Linked DNA regions of Anser cygnoides: region 2 is linked to region 1. A link is a contact called in public Hi-C data. All regions are on one chromosome and are shown on one strand. Each heading gives the region's core, a stretch centred on a gene start, on an enhancer-like site or on the middle of the called end of the contact. The rest is flanking DNA. Distances are from core to core; before and after follow the strand shown.

The links. A called contact is a pair of places that touch in the nucleus more often than the background predicts.
Region 2: a contact with region 1 is called in a Hi-C map of granulosa cells, with 3 times the contacts expected there. The contact joins the promoter of FAM13A here to the promoter of LOC106046091 in region 1. A contact is called at or near these places in 4 of 7 Hi-C or Micro-C datasets (granulosa cells and liver).

The regions. Positions count from the first base shown.
Region 1 is chr4:68,843,204-68,848,899 of Taihu_goose_T2T_genome, reverse strand. It overlaps LOC106046091 (probable E3 ubiquitin-protein ligase HERC3), which reads right to left and starts at 4,106. Exons shown (of 25, transcript XM_066996351.1): 1 at 3,955-4,106; 2 at 1-28.
Region 2 is chr4:69,021,726-69,027,822 of Taihu_goose_T2T_genome, reverse strand. FAM13A (family with sequence similarity 13 member A) reads left to right here and starts at 2,585. Exons shown (of 21, transcript XM_048052161.2): 1 at 2,585-2,723; 2 at 5,293-5,482. The coding sequence starts at 2,697.

The DNA of each region.
Region 1 (5,696 bases), core at 2,857-5,356:
TCTCTTTTCAGCAAGTCATGTATTCTTCCTGGGAAGAGAAACAAGGGGAAAGTGTGGATGAAGCAAGAATTTTCCAAGAAAAAGCAGTTCAAGTAGAACAGCACGCTGACAGCTCAGCCCCTGGCAGCAACAGATACATAAAACTCTAACGTCGCTGCAACCTGCCAGAGCTCAGGTGTTATCTCTTGTGCTGAACGCAGTGAAAGTCAGGGATTTCAGATAATGCAGCACAGCGGGAAGGAAAAAATAAAGCAATGTAAAGGGACCGAGTTACTGGACAGTCTGAACTTGGTATGGCAACAGCTTTCTATTGCATAAGAGTTGGGGGGGGATCGGCCCTTGTTCCAGAACAAGCATCTCACAGATTTTAGTAACGCTTCCTTGTCACTCCTAATCTCAGTGTTTTGGGGCCATTTGTTACACATACTGTACTAGTAAGACATCGAGAACTCCCCTGCTTGAACTAGAAACTGATTAAAGCCCTTTTTCTTTGTAAAGAGAAGAAAAAAGAAAGCAGAAAAGAAAATGAAAGATCCTCAACATCAAGTCTTATGATTTACCATGCCAAGTTTTAAACTAAGGCAATTTACAGCTGCAGCAACACTAACGATGTCAGTACAGGATCTAAAAGCCAGAGACAACCCTCAAAGCACCAGAGAATTCCTCAAAAAAAAAAAATCAGATTTATTTTCCCACTCAGAGTAGACAGGAAACACATGCAACTCAGTTGGTTTCCAAAGCTCGGTGCTAATTCAAGCTCTAGGTATTAGCAGCAAAGCCTTTCATAATCCAAGTCCTAAGCATTGCGTGTTCATCTCCTACCAGGCTCCCCTCGCCCGCCAGTTGCGGTCACGCAGTCAGGTGCGGTCACCTCCACCTCGGCAGGGCTGAGCCAGACGGGAGAGGGAGAGGATAGGATTTCCCAGCTGCAGTCTGTCAGCAGTGCAATTTCCTGCCACAAACTGTTTGCTAGGATCTCTTCTCAGGTGCCCTAAAGTACGCACTGAATCCCATTTATTTCTAAGAGCCTCTGCTCCTTTTTCGCATAACCCGTTTCACTCACCCCCCACATATAATTAATTGTCACAGGCCAGCTGCAAGGCACCCCCAGTTTAAAAAGCAGGAGGTTACAAGGCTCTGTCCAGCTGGCAAACCCATTGCTGCACATACTCTGCACTTGGTTGCCCTCAGACAGCCCATGGAAGACACCCTCTGTGCTAGTTACACTATTTCCTACACCAGGAATAGGAATGCCGTGGGACGCAGTAATACTGAAGTCATGCACGTGCTTATGCTTCAAATGACACAACTGCTATATTTATAGGGAACTTCATGTTCCGCCTAAAAAAAAAAATAAACACCGCAAAAAACAGCATAAGCAACTTCCTGCAGGTGACAACACAAAGGCACAGAAGCATTTCAAGCCTGACACCTGAAACAACAAAAAAATCTGAGGCTACCATTTCTCTCATCCTGGGGAACCACCTTATTGCAAAGGTGCTTCACAATGAGAGCAACCCTGAAGATCCACAGATCGCCCTCCTTGCTGCTCTAAGCGGACGTTGCCTCTGAAAAGCTGAAAAGACTTCAGCGCTCTACAACCTGAACTACAGTGACATTGTACAACATGAGTTAAATATTAATTTAGGATACCTTTCTAAAAAGGTTTCTGAACAGTCTGCTCCCCGTGGGTCACAGTCTTCTTTCCAGATGCTAATTTCATTTAAAATGCTAAAAATACTTTAATTAATTTCCTTGTGTTAATATTCCACACAAGCAGTTTCAGTACTGGGCAGGGGGTGTGCGTGCAATTAGCAAATGATGTTTTTTCCCATTGTTAAGACATAACTTGAAGTAGGAAGAGGTCAGACTCCCAGTGATTCATATGAATTACTAGGGTGACATCTCAAAGAAGCTCAGAACCCATTCATGCTAGCTGTCAGATTTTCTGAAGCACCTAAAATCTAACAATCCCTAGAACAGACAATGAGGTGTGCCAGAAACTGTGGAAAATCTGACCTTAAATGGATTTTTGATTAGTTCTGCAAACATGTCCTTTTGAGTCCCACCCTCCCACCCTCTGAACATTTTGCTGATAAATCCGTGTGCAGCTCTATTCCAGGCAGCACTTTCCACTCAAAGAGTGAAAACCAACATAGCCACTTTCCATTTGAGCACACAGACACAGCCGGCTATTTCCCAATGGCCTGGTATGCTGTGTTTTTATCTTACTTATTTTGAAAACATAACACATCTCTAAAACCACAATTGTTTTAATGTGCTGTTGTGCCCTGTGCTGTCACCCCACCACCACCACTACAGCATGCAAAGCTGCTGCAAGCCTTAATACATCGTGTGTTCGAGCAGGAGCTGTGTCCAGAAAGACAGAGCTTTGAACAAAGATTCACGCTTCATTTCCCATTCTGGTCAAGGCAGTTATTCCTCTGACATCAGCGGAAGAACAAAATAGCCATCCTACACCGCAAACTCCTTCTACATATCCTCCTTATACTAAAATGAGTATATAAAAAGCTTCTACGGCAAGTAGGCTATAACGTAGACATGCACATATACACACAAAAGTGGATAAAATTCATATTCGCTTACCTGAGTTTTCAATGTTATTCCTAGTACTCAGCTGGATACATCTTAAAGATAAAAATCCAGCTTTTTATAGGGCAAGCCCTTAGGAAAAGGTCTTTAAAATGCATCAGTTAGGGCATTACAATTCCTGACCCTTTTTAAAATTGGATTGTGAAGAGATAAGGAGTCAACCGCTGCACCTATTCCCGCTCTTCACTGGTCACAGCACAGCCAGCTTTGTATGCATGTTTTAGAGATAAGAACGGATGCAATGCAGCAGGACTGCTCATTTGCAGACTCCCTGTATGTAACCACAAAAAAAAGGGGGGGGAGGGAACGTTCCCAACATCCTCATTCCAGGAACAACTCACCCCTGAATCACTGAAGGATGTGCACAGCACTGCTAGAGCCAAGGAGACGCGGTACAGCGGGGAGTTTTTTGAGGAGAACTGCTGTGATTGGGAGATCTTCGCTATAATAAGACTCGCTATAATAAGACTCAGCTGACATGCTTAAGCATACATCCTTTGGTGAGGAACCAACCCTGGTGGCTGAGAGGATTATTGGAAAATAATAACAGCGCACGTAAGATCATGACAGGAGATGTTTTATTTTGCTCCTTTTTTAATGACATGTAGTCTCTTCACATGCTCATATGAACACATGCATAAGCTATAGCCGTGACAGTGTGTGTAAGATCGTGACAGGAGACCAGAAGATGGTTTTTGTCCTTTTTTCTAACAGCTGTCATGACATAGGCAGGTTCTTCACGTGCTCACATGAACACACACACAAGCTGCAGCCATGACAGCGACTGCACGCTTCCTGGGAGAGCCAGTTAGGTAAATACCGTGCTCACAACAAGCACCGCTCGGCACAGAGCGATCCCTAAACAAAGAGGCCTGCCAGCTGGCAAGGCGGGCACGAGCAGCCTTTTCCCTTCCCCGTCGTTTCCGAGATTTCAGCTCCCTTTTCCAGCAGCCCCACAACGAAGGGGCGTACCGCTCCCTTCTGTCACCGAGCCCGCTTTCTTCTCCCTTTTTGCCCCAGCCCAGCGCAGGCCCCAGAGCATGAAGCAGCGAGGTGCGACGACGAAGGAGTTAAACCGCAGGCCCTCGGCCCCCCCCGGTGCCCACCTCAGGGCCGGCTGCGCCCCCCGGGCGCGGCACCCCCCGGGCAGCCGCCCCCGACGGTGAAGCAGCCGCGCTGACGAGCCCCCAGCCCTGCCCGGCCGCCCTCCCCTCCGCCCGGGCCGGCTGCGGGAGCCCCGAGGGGCCCGGCTGGGCGGCCCCACGCGCGGCCCCGCTCCCCCGCCAGGGCCGGGCCCCGAGGGGCGCCCCCCGCGCCGCGCCGCGGCCCCCGCCCGCTCACCTGCCGCCAGCCCCGCCGCTGCCGCCGCGGCGACGAGGAAGTCCGGCCCCTTCCCCCGCCGGGAGGGGCGGCGCGGGGCTGCCAATGGCCGGCAGCGCTACGGCGGCGGCGGGCGGGGCGGCGGGCGGCTCCGCCGGGGCCGGGCTGCTCGGGGCTGGGCCTGGTCCCTTCCCTCAGCGTGGGTACGGCCCCGGCCCCAGCTGAGGGGAGCGAGTATTTCGCGAGTGAGCCGCTCCGCACAAAGGTGTCGAGGGGACAAGGACACCTTCATCTAGATAGGTTGTCCAAAGCCCCAACCAGCCTGGCCTTGGGCACCTCCAGGGATGGGGCATCCACAGCTTCTCTGGGCAGCCTGTGCCGGTGCGTCAGCACCCTCTGAGAGAAGAATTTCTTCCTTATATGTAACCATTCCCCCATGTCCTATCACTACACTCCCCAGAGCTGAACGCAGCACTCCAGGTGGGGTCTCACAAGGGCAGAGCAGAGGGGGACAGTCCCCTCCCTCGCCCTGCTGGCCATGCTGCTTTTGGTGCAGCCCAGGATGCAGTTGGCTTTCTGGGCTGCAAGCACTCACTGCTAGATCATGTTGAGCTTCTCATCAACCTACACCCCCAGGTTCTTCTCCTCAGGACTGTTCTCAATCCATTCTCCTCCCAATCTCTATTTGTGCTTGGGATTGCCCAGATTCAGGTACAGGACTTTGCACTTGGCCTTGTTAAACCTCGAGAGGTTTGCCCAGGCCCACTTCTCAAGCCTGTCCAGGTCCCATCCCTTCCCTCCAGCATTTCAACCACACCATGCAGCTTGGTGCCATCAGCAAACTTGCTGACGGTGCACTTGATCCCGCTGTCCATGTCACCAACGGAGATGCTAAACAGCGCTGGTCCCAATACTGACCCCTGAGGAACACCACTCATCACTGATCTCCACCTGGACATTGAGCTGTTGACAGCAACTCTTTGAATGCGACTATCCAGCCAAATCCTCACCCACCAAGTGGTCCATCCATCAAATCCGTCTCTCTCCAACTTAGAGACAAGGATACCGTGGGGGACAGTGTCATATGCTTTGCACAAGTCCAGGTAGATGATGTCAGTTGCTCTTCCCCTATCCACCAGTGCTGTAACCCTGTCATAGAAGGCCACCAGATTTGTCAGGAATGATCTGCCCTTAGTGAAGCCATGTTGGCTGTCACCAATCACCTTTTTATTTTCCATGTGCCCTAGCATAGTTTTCAGGAGGATCTGCTCCATGATCTTGCCAGGCACAGAGGTGAGACTGACTGACCTGTAGTTCCCCAGGTCTTGCTTTTTTCCCTTTTTTAAAAAGGGGGGTTATGTTTCCCTTTTTCCAGCCACTGCAAATTTCACTGGACTGCCACAGCTTCTCACATATGATGGACAGTGGCTTAGCAACTGCATCTGCCAGTTCCTTCAGGACCCGCAGATGCATCCCATCAGATCCCATGGACTTGTGCAACTTCAGGTTCTTTAGCCGGTCTTGAATCTGATATTCTCCTACAGTGGGCAGTTCTTCATTCTTCCAGTCCCGGCCTTTGCCTCCTGGGGCCTGGGCCATGTGGCTGGAACTCTTGTCAGTGACGACTGAGGCAAAATAGTCATTAAGTACCTCAGCCTTCTTCATATCCCCAGTGACTAGGTTTCCCGCTTTCTTCCGAAGAGGGCCCACAATTTCTCTAGTCTTCCTTTTATCACCGATATACCTATAGAAACCTTTCTTGT
Region 2 (6,097 bases), core at 1,336-3,835, 180 kb before region 1:
GATACTCAGCTTCTGAGTCTCATAGGCCTTCATCTATCTTTCACAATGTATTTGCTCTGATTTGAGCACTCTAGACATATTTACAATAAGTTTCACAAATATTCACCCATGCAGTATAAAATTCCTCCAGGGTATAAAAGAGACAGCAAAGACAGCAAAAGGTAGTGTTGTCTCTGACAGCAAGATAGAAAAACACAAAATTAGCCCTGTGGAACTTGCTGTTTCTGCTTGCGTGTATAACTCTGACGTGGTGGTTTGGTACAACACCTTAGACAGAGAACATGAAACAGCATAATGAGGGATTTTCTAGTATTGGATTTTTGGATTTTGTTTGTTTGTTTGTTTTCCTGTCATAGACATGACTAATTCTGATTTGTTTGTTTGTTTTGTTTTCTATGGTTTTGTTTTGGTTTTGGAATTGCTTACAGGAAAACAGAGAAGGTTTCCAAAGTAGGATGCAGCTTACAGTCAGACACCACAACATGTCTTGGGCGATTTCTACAGTCCCAGGCATTCCACATTTGCAACACCTTTCTTTCCAACACAGTCATCCTGAATGGCAGTGGTTTGGTGAAAGGAGACTGGGGAGATGAGGATATAAAGAAGCATGTCTCTGTGGGAAGGGTGGAAGGTTCAGGAAGGAATCCACCCACTTCTAAGCTGGGGATAAGGAAAAGTTCAGCTAAATCTTAGTATGCCCTTCACAGGGGAAGCTGGCCGTGCTTGGTGCTGATTAGGAAAAGTTAGGTTGGGACAAAGGCGATGAGGACATTTCACTCATTTCTATTCTTCTGTCACATAGGAGCCTTCACCTCTCCTAAGACTTTCAGCAAGTACAGAAGCTTCTTTATTAACTCAGAGAAAATATGATGTATCCCAAAGTGTTCCAGTGACTTCATAGAAGAGCGAATTTCCTGACTTGAGCAAGCATCCCTCAGCTGTGGTTGGAGAAAAAAAAAAAAAAAAAACATTAGCCAGAGTACTGGCTTGGGTGCTGCTGGTGCTTGCATTCTGTTCCTGCATTATATAAAGTAAGAATGTACACGCTACTTCTGAAATTTTGTTTATAAAAGCCTTAATGCTGTAGCTGCTGTTCACTATAGGTTCATGTCTGAACTCTTCACCCCAAAAGTTACCAGAGAGCGTCAGTTTCTCGTCACTTTCTGTCCAGGTTACAGTTTGAAGCATGTCATTGTGTTTTGCTGTGGAGCTGTGATTCAGACTAAGAACATAGCTTTGTGTGATTTATGTGAAAAGCATGTCAGTGGCTTACTGTAGAGAGGGTGATAGAGGAGGAGGAGGATGTTACATCAACTCTGAGTCCCACAGTATAGGAAGCAGGAAACTTAGAAAATGCTAAGAAACTTAGAAAATGCTAAAACCAAAGTCTAAGTTGCTGCTATACAAAGTGGGAAAGTAATCATTTTGGGTTAGGTTGGTTTAACTGAGCTTAGACAAGAAACAGAAACTGAGTATGAAGGAAATTCTGATTACAACACCTAATAAAAATACATTATGAATGAAAGTTGAAATCTGCAGGTAACATTTTCCATCTGACACATAGTTCAGTCCCTTCCTATCTGCCTCCAGGAAAATGTTCTTATTCCTCAATTTTTCTCTAGCTGTACAGCCTTTCTTTTCTTCCCATACCACAGGCAGGTACTTCCGAGAGGCAGACTTCCCAAAGACCTTGTCTTCTACTCACATGCTAAGGCACTGCCGAGTAACACTTGCACCTGAAAGGATACAGAAATAAGTATGTGTATGTGCTTCTCTTCCACAAAAAAGTGTCAAATGTTGAAACTGCACAACTCTACGGTGCAATTTTGAAACATACTTTCATGCTTTTCTTTAAATTTCTAGTACCAGCCCTTCTTCCAGCCTGAGGTGAGACACGGTGGAACGCTGGGGAATTAGTTCTTCTTCCTGCTGCTGGCACGTGGACTCTTTGTATGATGTGACTGTTGGCAGTCGCAAGCACTGTGGGGTTTTTCCACCCCTTTTTGCTTTAACCTTTCTCTTATTTCACTACTGTATCCCTAGATGGAAAACCAGGGGGTTGAGGGGCGTAGGTGGGTGGGGTGGGGTTATGATTAATTCCAGCATTCCACACTTTTTACGTTCAGGCGCAATATTGTACCACATCGAACTGCCACTCACAAGCAGAGTGCTGGTTATAGTATGGATTCTTCCTTGGCAGAGTATATTTTGCGACGCTGACTTCACATCGTGGCAAAGGAGTATGTGTCCTACATAGACCTCACGTCGCGCTGGTCGGCTCTGTTAACCTGTGGGTGTGTGGGGACCAGAAGCAGTCGTGACCTACACAGCGCACACTCCCTAACAACACAAAGGGCCCTACTGATTTTCCTTGCACTTCACAAAGTGGATTTTGTGGCAACAAAACTGACACTTGGCTCTTCCCAGACTGCTCCCTGCCCAGCCAGGGGCGTCGGAGGGGTGGCGGCCAGGCCGGGGGAGCCCCCCCCTCAGGCCCAAGACCCCCCGGCTGCTCTCGGGGGTGGGGGGGGGGCAGCGGACAGCGTGAGGAGCAGGGGGCAGGCCCTGCTCCCCCCGGCCGCGGGGGCAGAGGCAGGGGCGGGCCGGTGGGGCGGGCCGGCGGCCTGGAGGGGGCTGCCGGGCCCAGCGGAGGCGGGCGGGCTGCGGGAGCCGGGCCCGGGCGGCGGGCAGGCAGCATGGGGGCCGGGGCGCTGGCCATCTGCGTGAGTAGGGCGGCCGGGGATCGGGGCGGCGCTGCCCGGGGAGCGGCGGCGGATCGCGGCCGGGCCGGGGAGAGCGGGAGCAGGCGGTGGGGTGGCCGCCCTCAGCCCGTCCCGCGTGGGGCTGGGAGACGGGACAGGCCGGCACGGCCCCGGAGCTCCTTCGTCATTCCCGCGTGTCTTCCAAGCGGTGCTTAGGGAAGGTGAAAAAAAGGGTTTTTTTCGCACTTTTAGCCAGCGAGCAGCTGATGCATGGCGCCCTGTGTAAGGCTGGGCTGGGTGAGCTGCAAACACGCCGTCCCGGGCAGCTCCCGTGCTGCTTTTGTGCTGTACGGCATCGGCATGCGGGGGCTGTGAGGGTTACTTTCCTAAGTCTCCGTGGTCAGTTACAGTCAGTTACATGCTTTGACAACTCTTCCTGTTATAGCATCAAATCTTCCTTGTCTGAGGTCATGTAACAGAGAATGCTCAGAACTGTTGTGAGGCGGCACTTCGATTTTGATTAAGTGTATATTTGAGATAATTACCCTTAATTTTTTTCTCCCTGGTTAACATACCCTTTCCAGATCCCAAAAGGAGTCTAACAATTTACTCCTCTGTTCCTGCAGACGCGGGAAATGTCTCTCGGTTGTCTTCCAGATGTAAATTATGAGTTTGACCGAGGAATTTCAGCTCTGTGGCTCAGTGTTTTAAGCGCTAAAATGGCAACAGGCCGGAACCCTACACTTGAGCAAGATTTTTTGTGGGGGTAATTGGAGGCCTTGATTAGAAAAGTTCCCTAAGCACCACGGCTGCTTGTAAACTGCTCAGGATTTTTGCTGTCTTGTGAATTGAACCCAAGCTACGTAGCTTTTTCTTTGGCATGTATCCGCCTGAAGTGAAAACCATATATTACCCATTTAACCCCCAATGGGAACATCTCCTTTAAAAAGGGATACGTGACAAGATATTTTAACAAGTCGGTCAAATTGTAGTTCAATAATTTAGGCATGTAGTGTTTACTGTAAAGAATTAAAAAGGTGTTCACTGTAATGCTGGTTTTATTTATATATTGTAATGATGTTTCACAAATAAAAAAACATATTTATACAAGTAACGTGTTTCATAAAGATCAGATAAGTGTTGCATAGTACCTGGAACTATAGAACCTACACGTACTCCAGGAGTATATTTTTAACGGGAAAGGTACAGCAGAGTAGAAGAAATGAACTGCCAGTTTTATTATATCTGGATGGACAGTCAGGCATAATAGCAACCCTGTGCAGATGTTCAGGTTCATTACAAACTGCAGTAAGAATATCATGTCATCAACGAAGAATTTTTAAGTATTTGTTTAAAAAAAAAAAAATACACCTTGTCCTTATGCAGTCAAGCGCCAAGACCCAGGCAAGAGTCTGAGCAGTTCCTTGTGTTATGTATAAAGAATATTGTAATTTTTTTGTAAAGTTTCTACTGCCTATTTGTTACTAAAACACTGTAGGAATATATTGATTTTTATGCATCACACTAGTAGTGACTTCTTAAACTAATAGCCTGAACTCCGTGGTATCAGTGGCCCACTGTTCCAGCAGTGTGATGTCAGAAACATGGGGAAAACATCAGAAATATCAGTAGAAAAACTTATTTCCTCTTGAGTGAGGTTTACTGAATTCTATTCTGCTTGTCTGTGTTAGAGAAATGATGCTTAGGTCTGTATGGAAGTCACGACTATGGTGGGTTATGTTGTTCTGCCTTTGGCAGTCTTTCCAAACCAATAATACCATATGACTATTTAGATTTCAGCATTCCAAAATTAATCCTAAATTATGCTATTCCCTCGGGTCTTATTGAATATTGTCTCATGTTCTCTCTGCCACTGCAGTTCAAAACTTGTGAGAATGTCTTCCAGATGTATATTGTGCCTCCAGAAGAAGCTATGGGATGTTTGCATTTGAAGCTGGTCTGGTCCTTTCCCCACATATTAGGTGTGATTAGATTACCTAGTCCCTGCTAACCTTGAAATCTCTGTACTTAAATTGCAGACTTAGCAGATACTAAACATACCATAAAATCTTTTGTAAGGGTCCATCTCAGCTGGCAGTGGCCAAAATGAATCCTCAGGGAATAGCATTTAGAAGAAAGATGCAGTGAACCTTCCCTAGAGTACCCTCAAAGACTGACAGGTGTTCTGGATACACCCTGAACTGATTATGTTGTATTGGGATTTTTCATGTAAGTGTTTGTCCAGTTGTTTTTTGCAAGTCCCCTGAACTGCATGAGTTACAAAAGCACCCTCCTGTGAGTCAAAGTTACTTCTTACTCTAGTAACAAGCTTGCGTACAAAAGTATCTTTCTCCTTTATCATAATTATATGCTACTTACACTCTCTTCCAGTTAGTTACTCTTCTATTTTTTTTTTCTCTCAGTTATGTTTTTCTACTTCACAATGACTTTCCTATGAATTAAAGGGAAGTAAGACCAAAATCTTATTCTGGAAAATAAAAGTCAATTTTGATGGATATGCTCATGTTGTAACCATGCAACCTTCTGCAGCAAACAAGACTAATGCACATTTTTCCTGTGCTTCTTTAAGCAAAGTAAATCGGCTGTGAGATTGAAGGAGGACATGAAGAAGATAGCCTCACTTCCACTGAACAAGCAGAAGGACACAACCCGTCCAAAGGTGTTTGGTGTGAGTCTTCTGGAGCTCCAGCAGCAGGGACTAAGCAAGAACGGCATCCCAATAGTTGTGTGGAATATAGTTGAGTACCTGACCCAGCACGGTAAGCTTAATGAAATTACTTTTGCCTCTATATGTAAGGCTCTTCAAAGGGAAAAGTTTTTTTTTTTTTGTCCTGAATAGGACTGTGGTGGTAACCACATGTGATTTGTTTCTTTTTTCCATCCCTGGTGCTGAATTTACTATTTAATGGGATGTTTATAAACTACAGTGTTATGAAACACCACATGCTCATTAGTAAGCTGTTCAGTTTTGTAAATGGAGCATATTTCATTTTGAAGCTTTGTGTCATTTTCTAGTTGCAAAACATTCAACTATTTCACAGTTTCTGACAGTGAGAAGACATAAATATCTATATAGAGATATTCATGTGCACATACAAATCCCATGAGAATACGTTACTGAATGGGAATACATGTGCTTGCAGGTTTTCAGTTAGATTTCAGTTATTTTTAACCCCCTCAGGGAGGTAGGTGTCAAATTCTTAGCCTTTGTTTGCATTCATGTAATGGGACTTCATTCCCTGTTGATGAAATACATCTCTTTGCAGAAATCTAGAGCACTGTTGGTACACAGATGTATCCTGTCTGTAGCACTTTTTCTGCACTGGAAAAGATTTTGTGGCGGCAATTTCATCTTGTAAGAAGCTGCATCTGTT